Linked DNA regions of Mus musculus: region 1 is linked to region 2. A link is a contact called in public Micro-C data. All regions are on one chromosome and are shown on one strand. Each heading gives the region's core, a stretch centred on a gene start, on an enhancer-like site or on the middle of the called end of the contact. The rest is flanking DNA. Distances are from core to core; before and after follow the strand shown.

What was found. Hi-C and Micro-C count contacts between places; a contact is called where the count stands out from the background.
Region 1: a contact with region 2 is called in a Micro-C map of the HL-1 cell line, with 2.1 times the contacts expected there. The contact joins two enhancer-like sites.

The regions. Positions count from the first base shown.
Region 1 is chr2:166,425,404-166,430,858 of GRCm38.p6, forward strand. No RefSeq gene overlaps it. Among named protein-coding and RNA genes, the nearest start is that of 5031425F14Rik, 19 kb to the right of the region's middle. RefSeq lists an enhancer at 1,001-3,257. Within about 2 kb of position 1,813, at least 87 of the 459 cell types and tissues checked have an H3K27ac peak or open chromatin away from gene starts, as enhancers often do. A contact at or near this core is called in the HL-1 cell line, where this site is marked.
Region 2 is chr2:165,816,643-165,822,305 of GRCm38.p6, forward strand. Zmynd8 (zinc finger, MYND-type containing 8) reads right to left here. Exons shown (of 23, transcript NM_001363020.1): 12 at 3,900-4,046. Among named protein-coding and RNA genes, the nearest start is that of Gm11465, 62 kb to the right of the region's middle. Within about 2 kb of position 3,034, at least 57 of the 459 cell types and tissues checked have an H3K27ac peak or open chromatin away from gene starts, as enhancers often do. A contact at or near this core is called in the HL-1 cell line, where this site is marked.

The sequences.
Region 1 (5,455 bases), core at 563-3,062, 610 kb after region 2:
TGACCCTGCCCCATTTCAAAACTTGTGGTTCTTTTTGCATTTCATGGTTTCCTTTTCTCTGGAAGAGCTGTTTTCTGGCTAAGACCACTGATCTCCTACACACACACACACACACACACACACACACACACACACACACCTGCTTCTAGATGCTGGATTTCTGCTCAGAGGTGACTATTCGCCTAGCATCTTAGTTGTTACCAACATATGATTTATTGGAAGATCATATGGGTGGGGGTTGAGCCCAGACTTCTCTGGCTCCCTCGTGCCAAGCCACGCTCACTAGTTGCTTCTCATCTCCCCCCCACCCCCAGCTCTGCTGCAGGAGCTGCTGTCTTGGCCCTAAGCAACACTGTACATTGTTGGGGAGCATCCGACCACCACCGGTGACATCAGCTCAGTATGCCTGGTCCCCTTCCTACCTTTAGGGGAAGTGTATGCGTCCTCACCACTCTTGAGACTGGGACAGCAACTATGAGGCTGTTTTTGCCTATGCCCTGTGAGAAGGTCAAGTGCCAGTCAGAAGCCAGCAACCATCTGCCTGACTAGGTGACTTCCTTGAAATGTGTGTCAAGAGGCAGCCTGGTCCCCGACCCGAGTGAACAATGCACCGAATGCCTGTGTCTCAGGGATGGGAACACAGAAGTGATAACGGGGAAGTGTCCATCATGGTCAGTCTTCAGGACTGGGGGAATCTTTTCTGTTTATGTTTCTACAACATAACTCATCCTGGCTAGTACAAAGAGATGTGTCTGGCTATTTGAAGCCTCTGAAGCAAAAACTGCAAAGTCCTACTATGTGCATCTTGCTTTGGCAACCATGGTCTTATTGCTTTTCATACACAGAACCTTAGTCTGTCTCTTGACCCATCCCACAGATGCTTGTAGGCTAGATTCTCTGTGAACTGTCTAGCTTGCATGCTCGGCTCAATGCCTGGTTTCCAACAAGCACTGGAGCTGCTAACAGGCTATGTCCTGATGCCTGCCACTGCCCTTGAGCACCAAGTCTGTGCTCACTGGACTGGTCCTGGTACTCATGGTCTCTGACAGTTCTCAGAAATCCAATTTTCTGCTTTGACCCAGGGTCAGAGACACCGGTCAATAAGCAAGGAGCGTGTTCATCAAAAAATTGCCTTAAATAAGAATGTAAACAGAAAGGTCACTACAAGGGAAATACCACATACAGAGAATGGGGAGCTGAAGAAACAGCTGTTAGTCCAGGAGACTCCGAAAAACAGATTAGGCAGATAGAGGGGCGTGGCCTGGCATCCAGGACCCGCTGATAGACTTAGAGACCCTGAGCATGTGGTATACTCCCCTGCAGACTTAAAAGGCTTGGTGTCTGGTGGGGATCCTTTAAGTCCGAGCCTCTCCACCTATGTGTTGTGATCTCTTTGGGCACTCAGAGTGGGGAAGGGGGTATTGAATGATTCTTTCACAAGGGTTGCCTAAGCCGATTGGAAAAGGCAGATATGTACATTACAATTCACAACAGAAGCAAAATTACAGTTGTAAAGTGGCATCAAAACCTGAGATTAAAGGGTCAAGCATTGGGAAGGTTGAGAACCACTGCTCTAAGTCAACACTGTATCCCAGCTCCATTGCCCACCATGGCTAAGGGCAGCACCACGGACAGTCTCCCTGTGGCCTGGGAGGTTGTATTCACATGCCCGCGGCCTCCGCAGACCCCCAGCACCGGCACTGCCAAGTTTTGAGTAGAGCCAGAGTTTCAGTCATAACTATCTCCGAAGGTCAGCCAGCTCAGCCTGGAAAATTCCTGAGTGACAGCATCACCACATTCCAACACGGCTTCAGTTTCTCCAGCGGTTTCTTTGGGGAAAGCCTAATTGAAACCATGCGAAGCCATACAGGCGCTCTGTCTTAAAGGTGCAGGAAACATGAAGAGAGACACTGGATAATGAATTGACTCTAGGGGGAGGTACATGTATGCTCACTAATGTGAGGGCCAGATTGATGTTGGGTATCTTTCTCCACTTTTTTTTTTCTTTTTGGAAACAGGACTGCTTGCTGAGCCTGGGGCTCACTGATTGGCTAGGCTAACTAGCCAGCAAACTGATGAAGAGGGGTCCCCCTGTTCCTGTGTTGCCACCCCACCCAGGGCCCCCACACCTGAACTATCCGTGGCTTCTGGGAATCTGAACTCAGGTCCTCAGGATGGCACTGCAGACACTGTACTCACTGAGCCATCATCCCAGCCCCTATGATGACTATTCTCTTAGAGCCCGCTATGCTTCAAGTGGTATCCAACCCCCCTTTTCCTTCTCCTGGACAGACGAGTGTCTGCAGTCCTGTTGTTATCCATCCCTTTCCGGCTGAGACACTGAGTACACATTTTAAAGTTTAAGAAACATCGAATAATCGAAAGATCCTGTCCATCAGGAATATTGGTTACACACAACAGGAAACCGGAGTGGATGGCTTTAAATGGAGGGAATTAAGCTTCCATCTCTTAATAGCTTAACGATGTCATCAGAGCCCAACTGTCAGAATTCTGCATCCTTGGCTTCTCTGGGTTTCCTCTCGGGATCATTCCTAGAGCACCTCCTGCTCCCACTGTAGGATGGCAGCTTAACCCAGTGGAAAAAGAGTCTCTGTCTCCCCGAAGCCACAAGTCTCCATGCACCTCACTGGCCCTTTATGTGTCATGGGCCTTTCTCTGTGTCAGTGAGAGGAGCTGAAGGAAAAAGAGCTAGTAGCCTCGGCCACTTGACAAAGGGTTAGTCCAGCCCTCCTGAGAGCAGGAGATGGATCCCAGAGAAACTGGGACGAGGCTGTGGCGCCTTCCGGGTCGGCACCGCAAAGATCATGCATTTGAGGGATGTAAACAGAGGTAAGATGTGGAGAGGTCGTCAGGTACAAAGATGAGACTCCTTACCTAGAAGAGTTCTCGGGTCAGATACTGTGACCTCAGAGAGCCCTCTCAGTGTGAAGACACAGCAGGACACGACAGGACAATGAGACAGAAGATGCTAATGCAAATAACCGGGATGGGAAAATGGATTTTTCTAAACAATGATGTAAAAAGGATGTGGTCACCAAGATCAAGGAGAGTCAATTGCTAGCAACGGTAGCCAGTTCAGGTTCAATAGACAACTACAAACTGATGGCAGGTTCACAGGCTGGGAGGGAAACCTGACGGAGTTCTCCAAAGGAGCAGACCTGAGTCAACTCTGGAGTTCTAGGGTAGGAGCAACAGAAGGCACAGAGGACTGCGCCTTCAAGCACTGTCAGAGTGGGTCTGTCCCTGCATCTAGTTACCCAGCCAGAAGGATAAGATTATTCTTCTTCTTCTTCTGATTCTTCTGATTCTTCTTCTTCTTCTTCTTCTTCTTCTTCTTCTTCTTCTTCTTCTTCTTCTTCTTCTTCTTCTTCTTCTTCTCCTCCTCCTCCTCCTCCTCCTCCTCCTCCTCCTCCTTCTCCTCCTCCTCCTCCTTTTCTTTTCTCTCTCTCTCGCTCTCTCTTTTACATATTTGTGCACTCACTATGTATGCTGTGTATGAAGGTCAAGGGTATTGGGTGTCTTCCTCTATCACACCCCAATTGCTTGGGAGAGTTCTCGTGTCATTTTGTTTTGTTTTGGTTTGGTTTGGTTGGTTTAGATAAGATCCCTCACTGAACCTTGAGCTCACTCTTTCAACTAAACTGGATGGACAATGAGCCTTGGGGACCTCTGCACCCCAGCTCTGGAATTACAGATATACACCATCCTACCTAGAGTTTTTTTAACCTTAATTCCAGAGAGGCAAACTCAGTTCCTCACGTCTGTGTGGGAAGTATTTCCCCACTGAACTGTCCCAAGTCCAGGAGAAGCCATCTTGATTCACAGGTCTACAAAGGAACCACTCAGCTGACAGAAGTTCCCTAAGCCAAGGTCAAGATGCTTTCTCTTAAAATGCAGAGAGGATGTATAAGAGCAACAGGCCATGGTCCCAGCCTTCAAAAACGGATTATGGCTGTAAATCACAACTGACCATTGGCCACCCGGCTCCAGTCAGAGCCTGTAGTCTCCACCTTTTGTTGGGTTGTTTAGAAAGGCCCAGAGAAGCAGGGCCTCCCCCTCATCCTTATATACTCAGGAGCCAGTCTCAGACACACCAGGGCCAGCCTGTATAATCCTCATTAGGCCTCTGTGTGCGACAGTGAAAACCACAGAGCCAGCCTGGAGAGCACACACTGCAGGCAGTGGGACACCATGCAGAGGTTAAAAGAGGCACACACGGAGCTTTAAGTGTCCTTGCGAAATATGGCCTCTTTAGTGCATGCGTAGTGCGATGTATTTTATGCCTAAAACATTTAAAGCCAAGTCGAAGGAATCTATGCTCGTTGTCTCCTCTGAATGACTTCTCTCCATTGTGAGTCATGCATGCGTCTTCAGATAGCTTCACAGTGTGGGTTCTCCCTGTCTCTGTCTCTCTGTCCCTCTGTCTCTGTTCTCTCTCTTTCACGCACACACAAACGCACGCACGCACACACTGCTAAGCAGGCTTCTGCTTGCCCCGTTTTTCTGAATTCTTTTGGAGTTTGGTTTGGTTTGGTTTGGTTTGGGCAAGGTTATTGGGGAACTATCTCTCCTCCCAGCAGCATTCCACACATCGTGATTTGTCCATTGATTGTGTCAGAGCTAGAGAAGGAGCTGTCAGCACAGCTGTCTCCCCGCAGGGACCTGGACTTCCTCCAGCTGCACAAAACAGGGATAACAACTGTCACATGCAAGCCTGAGATGACAGCCAAGAGGAACCACAGCCTGGAATGGATGGGAGAGGCAGGTGTGTCCAGAGGGAAGTGAAACCTGGCTGGCACGTCTGCCTGGAGAAGCCTTTGTCCTCCTGTCAAGGCTGCTGAGGCGTGTAGCTACCTGTTCCCTCCAGCCACAGTGGACCTGGAACCCAGCAGCAAATAGACCATTCTCGTTGATATTCTTACTTCGTTTTATAACTGCCCCATCTCCCAGGCTGCACAGCCGACATCTAATTTATTCGTCTGTTGCTATGGTAAACAAAAGCAGCTTAAGGAGGAAATGGTCCGGGGCACAGACCATCATGGTGGGGAAGTCCAGAAGGCAGGGGTTTGAAGCACTTGGCCATATCACATCCACAATCAAGGACAGAGATTCATCAAAGCGATTCTGGGTCCTCTCGAGTTCACACCCAATGTGGGAAGCCGCCCTCACATTTGCCATTATAAGATGGCGCTGACAGCTGTGTTCTAAGTAGTAAACATAATCTGCACACGTGCAGGGGCAGTTTTCCCGCCATGTGTTCTGCCTTTCCCGTGATGACAACTGGGCCGATGGGCTGCAGCCAATCAGGGAGTAATACGTCCTAGGCGGAGGATAATTCTCCTTAAAAGAGACGGGGTTTTGCCATTCTTTTTCTCTCTCTTGTGCTTTCTTTTTCTCTCTCTTGTTCTTGCTTTTTCTCTCTCTTGCTTTCTTG
Region 2 (5,663 bases), core at 1,784-4,283:
CACAAATGTATGTAGCAAATGTTCACAGCAAGTGGAGACACGACACGTGAACACATGCACACATATGTGTTCTTGTGTGCATCTAGGATCCGCTGGAATAGTATGTCTGTGATCCAGAGGGAAGCAAGTCCCACCTGCAGGTCTGCTCTTGCTTTCTGGACCTAACACCCATCTTGATGGCCTCCACTCCATGTGTTCCGTGAGCACACTCAAGCATGCTTCCGGGGGCTTTCAGAGATGAGGAGAGAGCATTAAGTCTTCCAGAGAAAGAGATGGAAGCTATTCTCCTTCGTCCACCTTTGTCCCCAAGCACCTGAAGCCCATACCTCAGCCGGTCTGGAGGACCCGGGTTGGGAAATCAGGACCAGGGGACAGTTTGCCTTAACCACTATAAGCCCACATCACAGGAAGACAGCTGGACCTGGCCTGCCGATGGGGCTGTGGACAGGTGTGTAAGAGCACACACTCTCCTTAGCATTCCCTTAAGGTGGGCGGGTGATTGCCAGGAGTTCAAGGACAGCTTGACCTACACAGCAAACAGGGAGCCTCTGCCTCTGCCTACTGTGTGTGCCTATGTCTCAAAGGCTAAACTCTTAATAGGAGAATCCAAAGTACCCATTTTACAAAGCAAGGCATCCCTTGGCCAGTAAGCTATTTTATCCTGTAAGAAGAAAGCGACCAAGGCATGAGGGCTGGGATCAAGACTAAGGCCAAGGCTTTTGGAGACGTAATGACCCATCCTGGAGTGCTGGCTGGGGCATGCCTCTCCTCCTGCAGGAGAGAGCATCAGCTCTTCTCACACTGTCCTTCTAGGCTGGGGTGGGCTCCAGCTCCCCTAGGCTACCAGCATTTTGAATGCTTCAGCTCCTGCTATAAATGGAAGCCAGAGAGAACAAATAGCCATGCTAGATAAAGGCTCCTCCATTTCTGTGAGGGAGAACAGAGCTGAACAGCGACATCACGGGGGCAACTTGGCAGCATCTCTAAATGCGCACGAAGCCCGTGAGGCCTCCTGCCCTCCCTTCCCCTTCTATGGATTTGCCTCCTATGTGGGCAGAAATGCCTACACTGTAGCTATGTCGGAATGGACAACTACGTCATGCCCATAGGGATGAAGGCTCCAGATTACCCTCAAATGGCACCGGGATAAACAGGAGTGCCGAAAACACAGCGGGGGAAAGATTCCTAGGTTGGCATCAAACGGCAACCCATTCTAGGAAAAGGAAACCAGGGGCATAGCCAAGGTTGGGGTGGGCAGAAAGAGACAGGACGGGAATATGATTACAGGTGTTCCTGAGGTGCTCAGCATCAGTGCTGACGGCAGGGGACATGGGGACATGGGGCTAAGGCCGTCTTAGTCCTAGTGGTGGGGAGTGCTGTCCCACCGGTGCAGTGGTGTAAAACCCCACTGTCTGCTCGCTCCAGCCAGGGGCAGCCACATCCTAGAGAACAAACACTGCCAGGGATGAGACTCAGACCTCAGACACAGAGGAGAGGGAGGGCAGGTGGCAATGTCACCTGGGAGACAGGGATGGAGATGGAGGCTCTCTCTGACCTACAGTGATGCTCTTCCCGAGGCTGGCAGGACCATTGCCGGAGGACAAGGACACACTGGCATTGTCCAGAGTGCCAACTTCCTCGGCTTCCCCTGTCCATGGGTGAGATAAGCAGGAGGGCCAAAAGTTCAAGGCCTGCCTTGACTTGAGGTCGGTATAGCTATATGACAACCAGTCTCAAAAAAAAAAAACCCAAAAAAACAAAAAACAAAATCAGAAAAGGCCCATCAAAGGGGATTGGCCATGAAAGGCATCACACTGACAAACCTACCAGCCTGGGTCTGGCCCTGGGACCTGGGAGGAAAGAACAGCTCCCCACGCTGCCCTTTGACCCCTACAGATTCATGCAAAATGTGTGTGAGAGAGAAAGATAGAGGGAGGGAGGGGCCTTTAATCCAAGCACTCAAGAGACAAGGGCAGGCAGATTGCCAAGTTCAAGGCCGGCCAAGGCTACATAGTGAGCCCCTACTTTATGGGGAAGTGATTTGCCCCATGTCTCCAGTTTGGCCCTGCTTAGCTGGACAGTGGTTTCTCACCATCAGTCTCCAGGACTCTCTCACCGCACATGAGTGGATACAGAATCACGCACACTCCCCTCCTCCCTCCAACCTTCCCCCCCCCACCACCACCACGCACAGCATTCTCCAGGGTCCCCAGTGGAGCCCCTACCTATGAGGCTGAAACCCCACCCTAGGAACCCACCCACGTGTCTGACGCTTTCAACCTGACTGAATGAAATGAGACATGTACTCTAGAAGGAATTATGGGGGTTGGAGGGGTCACAGGACAAAAATCATGGATTCCCCAGAGCCACCTTTGAGCCACCACTGCTGTACCTCAAGCTTCAAAGACCCAGGATACCACAAGGATGCCCAGTGGGCTCCGTGGTTTACGGAATAAGCTATTCCTGCCAGGCGTGATTGGCAGAAAGGAAGTGTCACCACGAGAACGCCTCTGTTCCACAGAGCTTCTGTTCAGAGTGTGAAGGTGGGAGGAGGCCCTGAGAAAAGAAACCACATTTCTAGAACAAATGTCCCAAGGCAGCAATCGGGTCCCTTCTGAATCAATCGAGGAACCAGCTGGTGGCTCTGGATGGAGTCCTAGCAAGGACCCTGGCTGTCCAGCTGCAGCCATAAGGCAAGGTAGGAAACTGGACTACACCTGGTGGCCGCTAGTCCTGTTGCCCTGGGAACAAGTGGTGTGGCCTGGATGGTGCTGTGAACTCAATACCATATACAGGTGGCCTCCCTCCCCCCAAGGTGTCTGGAATATCACAACCCCTTGGCAGTGGCTTTCTCTGTGGCCTCCTGCCCCTGCTCTTCCCTCCACTGATCCCTACCTGCTCCAGTGGCCCAGGGCCCCTGCTCCTTCCGAACATTCTAAGGCTAGCTCTCAACCTCAGGGGATCCACTGGGGCTGGGTGGATCTCTGCGCTGAGGTCATCATCAGCACCAGACACTAAGCTGCACCTCCAGTCTGTAGCCACTAGGTGGCAGCATTCAATTACTCAGAAATATGGAAACTACAGGCCTATAGCAGCCAACCTGTACAGATCCCAGAAATTCTAACCTTCTGCCCCTTGCTCCCTGCTATGCAGGCCACTCTAGGCTGCATAGAAATTTAACTGCAAACTAGAACTATATGCATAGACCTTGTCTCAAACACATACACACACACACCCCATACCAAGTGGAGCCAGGCCTGGTGGCACATGCCAATAACTACACTTGGAAGGTAAAGACAGGATCATGTGATCCTGAGCTACAAGGCAAGCTCAATCCAGATGAAAGAATTCACATTTTATAAAATGAGAAATGGTTACAGAGATGCCTCCTCAGTTAAACCGCACTGGCTGTAACTTTGGAGGCTCAGGACTGAGTCCCAGCACTGCCATGGTGACTTAGAGCCATCTGCAACTCCGGTTCTGCAGAACCTCATGCCTTCTGGCCTCCACAGGCAAGAGACAGGCATGTGGCACACAGACACTCATACAGGCAGCACACCCATATTCATAAGAGAATTGAAACTGTATCAGAACACCCAGCCCAAAACAGTAAGACTTGTAAAACTTGCTTCAGTCACATGGATCTGCACAGGGTGGGACTAGCTTCCAAGAATTACTTGTAAAGACTGGCCCAGGATACTGTGGTAAAACACCTTTGCAAGCCAAGGCTCTGCCCAAGGAAGCCCCTCCTCACCCTGTTCCCCGATTTCCCCTTGCCTCCCTCTACCCACCAACGCCTTTACATTTTCTGCAGAGAGAAAGGAGAAGTTCAAGGACAAAGGGTCATTGCTGCCAGACACACACACTCACATACACACACTTCTTGAAACGCCACTGACCCAAGTTCAGGTTCAGGATGCTCCCGGTGGTGGAGGTGGAAGTCTTGTCGGGTTTTGTCATGATGGGTGTCGGCGCTTGCGGAGAGAAAGGCTTTGGGCTGCCAGACAAGCTCCCGGCTTGCCCCGTCTTGGTGGAGGCTGGAGAAGCTAGAAAAGTATGTCAGGGTTAGAAAGCTGGCTTTACAGATCAGTAAACCAATAAAGCTCCCAGGGTCGGTCGGTCGGTCGGGGCTGAGGACAGGAGAGAAGGGGTGTGGCGTGCTTCACTGCACAAGTGCTGTTCAGGGTCCTGGGTGGGACTGGGAAGATGGGCAGCCATGAACTGCCAACAAAGGGCTGTCACCAAACACAGGCTCTGAGCCAAATGGCTAGGCTGCCACTGAAATTGCATTGGCCCGTTTATGGGTTTAAGCCATAAGCAAAACCCCCCTCATATGCTGTATGCACGGGTCAGGAGCATGTAGGCATGACAGCCATTGGTAAGAGTCTGGGGACAGCTCAGAGCCTTCCCCACCTGTCTCTGACCAGCCCTGGGGAGGGCTACAGGAAAGCAAGCTGGGCATCGGGTGAAGGGGTAGAGATGTTGGCAAATTATCTCATTTCTCAGTGAGGTTCAGACTCCTGCAAGAAGGACAGACCATGTTGCCATGCCTTAGGTGTTTAAACAGGGAGAACAAAGAGGGACCACGAGCTTCCTAAAGACCCACCCAGTCCTGACCGGTTACCCTCACGCACTGCCCAGCATCGTTTCTGAGCCCTGACAAGGCAGCACCCGAAGATAGGAGATGCGAAGGAGATCTGTTCCTGACAGGAATTCCTAAATGGCCCAGGAGGGCAGTAAACAAGACACCATCAGAGACTACAGAAATGTAGGCTTGCTGTGGCGCTGTCCTGTAATCCTGGTAGTGAGGCAGCAGGTCGGGAAGACGAGTTCAAGGTTAACCTCGGCTACATAGCGGGTGGCCAGCCAGCCAGCCCTGCAGAGAGAGCCATTCTGAGGAAGAAGGCTCATGCGTTTGGCTGGGTGGGTATGACTGGTTCTGTGTTGTCTGTGTGTGTACTGAGGGTGCCTGTGAGTCCAGGTGCCCACTGAGTTCGCAAGGATCCCTCGGAACCAAAGAGATGGGAGATCTGGGAAGCAATCCTGCATCCTCAGTAAGTGCCGGGTACACCCGTGATCCCGAGCGACTTTCCTCCAGTCTTGCGATTTGATTCTTAGTATAAGGGGAAGACTCAAAACTAGAGAGACCTAGGCTCAATCAATGGTGGACACTTAACGGTTGGCCGGGACTTTTGGTAAGGTGCCTCTGTCTGCAGCTCCCTTGGGAAGAGGGATAACCTGACAGGGCCGACAAAAACATCTACATACATCGGTGACAGTGACACTGACTCAACAGTTGATGGCGTCAAGAGCACCGAGCAGTCTGTGTCAGTGTGTGTGCTTGCTCTTGTCGCCAACTTCCATTTCCTTACTAGAGTTCCTCCATGGAGACCAGTTGTGTGTGTGCCAGCCTTACCAGCACATACTGAGCAACGCACACAGTCCATTCTACTAGCCATGGCCAGGGATTCGGGCAGAGTCAGCAGTCATCTAATGCCACAGAGCCAGATGTTATGAAATAAGGGATGGGAAAATCCCCGCCATGAAGAATTATCATCTGGGGACTGGAGAGGTGGCTCAGGGGTTGAGAATGGCTGCTGCTCTTACTGAGGACCTGGGTTCAGGCGCCGGCACCCACATGTCAGATCACAACCATTTTTAAT